Linked DNA regions of Mus musculus: region 1 is linked to region 2. The links are chromatin contacts, called in public HiCAR-type maps. All regions are on one chromosome and are shown on one strand. The core of a region is the stretch at or near the end of the contact, and the rest is flanking DNA. Distances in the headings are between cores, read along the strand shown. Region 1 holds the start of Ttpa (tocopherol (alpha) transfer protein). Region 2 holds the start of Usp45 (ubiquitin specific petidase 45).

What was found. HiCAR-type assays count read pairs that join an accessible place to other places.
Region 1: a HiCAR-type map of astrocytes shows a contact between it and region 2, with 5 times the contacts expected there. The contact joins the promoter of Ttpa here to the promoter of Usp45 in region 2. A contact is called at or near these places in 3 of 39 promoter capture datasets (hippocampal neurons, neural stem cells and second pharyngeal arch cranial neural crest) and 3 of 115 datasets of contacts at active chromatin or transcription factors (astrocytes, embryonic stem cells and stem cell-derived neural progenitor cells).

The regions. Positions count from the first base shown.
Region 1 is chr4:20,006,893-20,009,592 of GRCm38.p6, reverse strand. Ttpa (tocopherol (alpha) transfer protein) reads right to left here and starts at 1,264. Exons shown (of 5, transcript NM_015767.4): 1 at 950-1,264. The coding sequence starts at 1,153.
Region 2 is chr4:21,774,976-21,777,675 of GRCm38.p6, reverse strand. Usp45 (ubiquitin specific petidase 45) reads right to left here and starts at 1,406. Exons shown (of 18, transcript NM_152825.2): 1 at 1,359-1,406.

The sequences.
Region 1 (2,700 bases), core at 15-2,514, 1.8 Mb after region 2:
CCGCCCAGTAACAATCTCTACAGCCACAAACAAAAAACTGACTAGATATCCCCAAAAGAGTAGTAGGTGTGAGCACATGTTCACATGACCTGATTCTATAACAGCATGCAGTTGAGAAAAGCCAAAGGAAAAAATAAACTCACAAGCGCCTGTTTGCGTGAGCATTGTTACACAGGCTTGAAGTAACAGGTAATGCCATACTTCTGGGTCCTCAAGGTCTAACTAGAGTTTGTGTTGGGAAATTCTTTTCTTTTAGGAAATTCCTTTGAAGTTTTTCCTGTTTTGTATTGTTTGTGGTGTTTTTTGCCATACTTGGTGCTTATCCAATAAAATTAGTTTCATAAACCCAGGGCATGTTGGAAATCCGCAGCCTGCTGATCACTGACTACTTTCTCCGTGCCAAGCACAGGGTTTGGCACATCTTGTTCTAGCATTCCAGGTTAATGTGCAATTCTCGAAACTACTGTCATGTCCTCACAGTTACTGAACAGATAAGGGTGCTGACCCCAAGAGGGACAAAGTCAAGGTCGCATCTCCCTGACCCCAAGGCCCCATCTCTCTTGGCCCCAAGGCCAGTGTGTTGTGAATACCTGAAACATAAAAGAAATCATCTGTACTGCCCTGGGTTTCAAACATGCCAAACTGTGCATTTAGCTCTATTAACATAGTCTTTTTCAAGATGCCTTTAGATGTCCATTTCGTCGTCCTCTGTCCACACCTAGTTATCTATTCAGTTAACACAGCTGAGCACCCCGGGGGTCAGGGATCTCCACTTTGTTTAATTCCCAAGGACCCTAGTAGTCCACGGGATGTCCTCCGCGGCGGCGGGGACCAAAACATCGGCGGGGGCGAAATCGGGGTTCTGGGCGCGCCTGCAGTCACACTGCCACGCTCGGCGCGCGTGGATTCCGCCGTCGCCGAGCTCTGCCCGCCCCCGGTGCACACTTACGCGCCAGGCCAGATCCAGATCGAAATCCCGGGCGCGCAGGAAGCGCAGCAGGAAAGCGTCTGTGAGAGGCTGCGGGGTCTGCGGGACGCCTGCCTCCTGCACCCGGCGCCTGAGCTCCGCCAGGCCGGGCTGGAGCAGCGGCGAGTGGTCGGGCAGCTCGTTGAGCTGTTTCCCAACCAATGGCCCCGGCCGCATCTCTGCCATGCCCGCCGTGCTGTCCCGGCGACAGGGGGGAAAAGTGCGGGCCCAGAGCCACCCTCCGCCCCCCGCCGTGGCCGCCGCCCCACGCACACTCACCCGGGCCGCCCCGATCTCCCGTGCCCCGCCGGTGCAAGGGTCACGGCGCCCTCTTAAAGAAGCCCACGTGGTGCCCTCCGGTGCTCACCAGGGTAACCGCAGCCAGTCCCAGGGAAGGAAAGTCACTAGTGTTGAACCTAAAGAACGGGAAGTCGAAAAGTTACTTGGGATGTTTATAATCAGGCTGCCAGAGACTTTTCTCACCCTTTCCTCGTTGCCCTTCCCCCTCTGTCCGTTTTGGAATCAGGGAACACTGTAAACGGCTCTTTAATTAGCTTGGGTAGCAGACACTCAGGAACCCTCCTCCTGACCCCTTCCTTAAGGCTGAGCTCAGGCCATCTCTGGCATTCTAACTAGTTTCCAAAATGTAACTCAAGGAAGCCACCTTTGGCAGTCTCCTCCTCCTCCTTGCTTCTCTCCAGGAAAATGCTTTCCAGATCTTGGCATCTGGCTCTACTAGAGAAAGGAGAGCGGGTGGGGGAGGTCACATTTTAAACACTAACGATGTATGTGTTTAGATGCCACCAGTCTCTCAATCAAAACCCTTACTTAAGGAACCTGAAGGATGTCTGCTGAAGAATACACAGAGATGACCGCGAAATCTGAATGAACACACGGAAGTATTTTTTCCTTCATTTCCATTAAAATTATCCTACACTTGAACTGCCACCTGAACAGAAGAAAGTCCACAAAACTAACTCCTCTTAATATGCAGTGCATGTTCACAAAACACTGATTTTGCGAGTGAAAGAGGCCTTAAAGGAACTCAGAGCAAGAATGTCTGATGGAGTGGCTCTTGGGTAGAGACCATGTTCCGATTATTGAGGATATCCTCAAAACAGAACTCTTGCCTTGGAGACGTTTTTCATTTTTGTGTGGGCTGGAAGTAAAAGGAGCAGAGGTAAATCTCCTCCATGGTGTAGGAGAACATTAAGCAAACACCAGGGAACAAGGCCAAGCGGCTGTGTTGTGGTGTGAACCCCTGAATCACAAAGAGAGCTGGCTGGGGTGCTTGGTTACCGGGCTGAGAGCTTTGAATTCTATACTGAGGAAGGAGAGGGAACAGTATTAAATAACCAGGATCCAATCTGAAAACTGTTAAGTCTCAAACCCTGGGACAAGTAGCTAGGTGCCTTTTAATACATCAAAGTGGAGCTGTCCCCTAGGTTGTCCCAGCATCTCTCAGTCCCTACTTGTTAGAGGGCATGGCAGGTATGCTCCACCCCACCGTCTCCCTGCCAGCCCTCCAGCCCAGGGTGTGGGCCGTCCTTCCAGAGAAGCTCATCCCTATATAATCCAGCCGGTTTGTTACCTTCCCTCTTTAGTTTTTAGCCTTTTCCTCTCTAGACTGCTGCTCCTGCCCCACCCCCACCCTCTTTATTTATTAGCCTTTTCCTCTCTAGGCTGCTGCACCTGCCCCACCCCCACCCTCGCTCAGGTTCATGTCCACATTT
Region 2 (2,700 bases), core at 157-2,656:
AATTGTGTCTGGAAACCTCCAAGTCTCTCCTGGCACTGAGGAGTCAAGAGGACTGACTCACAGGATTCAGCACATGGTTGTATATTTCATGGTACATTCTATGAACACTCAACCCGACTAGACTGGAAAAGGGTACTTTGCCCATAACTTCCATAAAGTCTCTCTCTTCAGGTGGGTAAGACAAGGACTAAGCAGCAACATGAATCTGGGTTCAGGGGAACCCATTAGAGACTTGGAGCACAGAAACTGTATGGTAACTGGTCATTTTGGCATGAAACATAATGCTGAGTATAGAACAATTACTACTACATCAGAACATGCCCAAACTCCAAGTTTTAAGATGCCAAACAAGGGCCAATGTTGCAGGCAGAGCCATCAAAGGACAGAAGTTTCAGGCCTGACTTCACCACAAACATGTTCTGGCTTTTTCTTTCTTTCTTTTTTTTTTTTTTTTTTGAGGTTTTGCAAACATCAAACGTTACAGCTTTCTTTTAAAACATAAATCTATTGATGTATTTTATATGTATGGCTGTGCACGTGTTTAGTGTTTCGATTTGCATTAGTGAGGTCAGAGTAGCTTCTCTCTTTCACCTCGTGGGTCCAGGAGATTGAACCATCAGGTTTGGCGACCTGCTGAGACGTCAACTTCAGCTTTTAATTTAAATATTATCTAGCACTTGCGTTACCTCTAACAAAGGATGTACGGCTAACGCAATTAATATCACACTTTTCAACTGGCTACAAGCTTCCCTTGTCAAATTGGTTTTTGTTTTGATTTTTTTTTAAGTTTTGGGCTGCTATTCTCCAGCGTGAGAAGAGGAAATGCAAACATCTTCCTTTTAGATACCCGGGCTCAAAACACTCAATTCTATGAACCTCTTACAAGCACTTTGAGATACGTCACTATCATCATCCTTAATTTACACTTGGAACTGGATAGAGGTAAAGTGACTTGCAGAAGTCCGGGAGCCGGACGTGGGCTCAGGTATAGGATCGACCCCTAACCTAATATTTGGCGTCGCCAAAAAGCTGTGTCTAGGCTCTTCGTCAGGCCATGAATGCACCCCAAGTTAGCAGAGCGGGATGTGCTGCGAGGGGAGACCCCGAGGGGACAAGCGGACGCTGCATGCCCGGGTCACCAAAAAGACGAGACTCGGCCTGGCTCCCTCCCCGACCCCGGCTCTTCCCCCCTGCCGCCAGCACTCGGCCCGGGAGGCCGCCTGGTGCCTTTGTGAATCTGGACGCGAGGGTAGGCTAGGAAACCTCTCTTTCTAGGCTGGTTGACGTACAGGAAGGTCTCGTCGCCCAAGCGAAGACACAGTGGTTACAGTGACCCCAAAGCCTGGGCCCCAACTCACCCCGCCCGCCGGGCCGCAGCTTCCACACGCAGGAGCTTCTGCGCCTGTGCAGAGGGGAACCCGGAGAAGGCGGGGCTTGGCGTCCTGGGCGGGGGCGAGGGCGGGGTCTGGTGTTCTGGGTGGGCCGAAGGCGGGACTTTGAGTCCAGACCCAGATCTGGGTTTTCCTTTGGCGGCTTGGAGGTTGGAGCATGGTGGAGGAGTGTAGATGGGATGAGGGGATGGCGCCCTGCAGCCAACTGATTACAGTGCCAGCCACGGGGCCTGGATGCAGGCGCTGGCTTTAGTGAGCTGCGTCCCACTTGCTGGGTGCCTTTTAAGACAGCTTCCCTTGTTCCATCACCCAACTCGGAACCTAAAGTCGCATCTGAGATTCACTCTATATGATTTTAACGTTTTATTTCACGTGGTTCTCACTTCTGAACTAGATTGTACATCACACCTGTAATTCTGCTCAATCCGATCATCTGTTACAACAATGTACACCTTGCTTTTGAGTAAAAACAGTTGGTTTGAAATTTTGTTGTGGGGCTGGAGAGATGACTCAGTGGTTAAGAACACTGACTACTCATCCTGAGATCCTCAGTTCAATTCCCAGCAACCACATGGTGTCTCAGAACCATCTGTAATGGGATCCGATACCCTCTTCCTGTTACAAAAAATAAAAAAATTTAAAAAACAAAAAATAATTTCTTGCAAGCACTAGTTGATGAGCCACAGTCTTTCACAAGGGACAAGTTGTGACCTAATGGATCGTGTGCTGGGGTTGGAGTTTAAAAGAGTTCAGTTAAGAACCAAAAGCTGACTGGGTTTGTTGTTGTGGTTTGTTGTTTCCACTTTTTTTTTTTTTTTTAACTTAAAAATCTAATTCATTTCCATGGGGAAACTTGGCAAAGGAGAGAACTCTTCCTTTATGTTGTTTATAGGAACCATTCATTAGACAAATGCAGTGGAATACAAGCATGCTGGTCAAGATACTAGGTATGGGGTACATAATTGTCTTTTAGAAGGTCATTTTCTTCCAGGGAAAAAAAGAAATGCTGCATCTGTAAGAACAGTTTGGGTTATGATATAATTCCAAAGTCTATATACAAATTTCAAATTTGTCTGTATAAATATCAAGTTTCATATGTTAGTATTGAATTTGAAATAGACTATGTAAAAGATGCAAAAATTTGCATCCTAAATTGTGTCAGGTTTTTGTTTTTTGTTTTTTTCTGGTTTTTCTTTCTTTTTTTTTTTATTAGATCTTTTCTTTATATATATTTCAAATTTCAAATGCTATCCGGAAAGTTCCCTATACCCCCCACCCCGCCCTGCTCCTCTACCCACCCACTCCCACT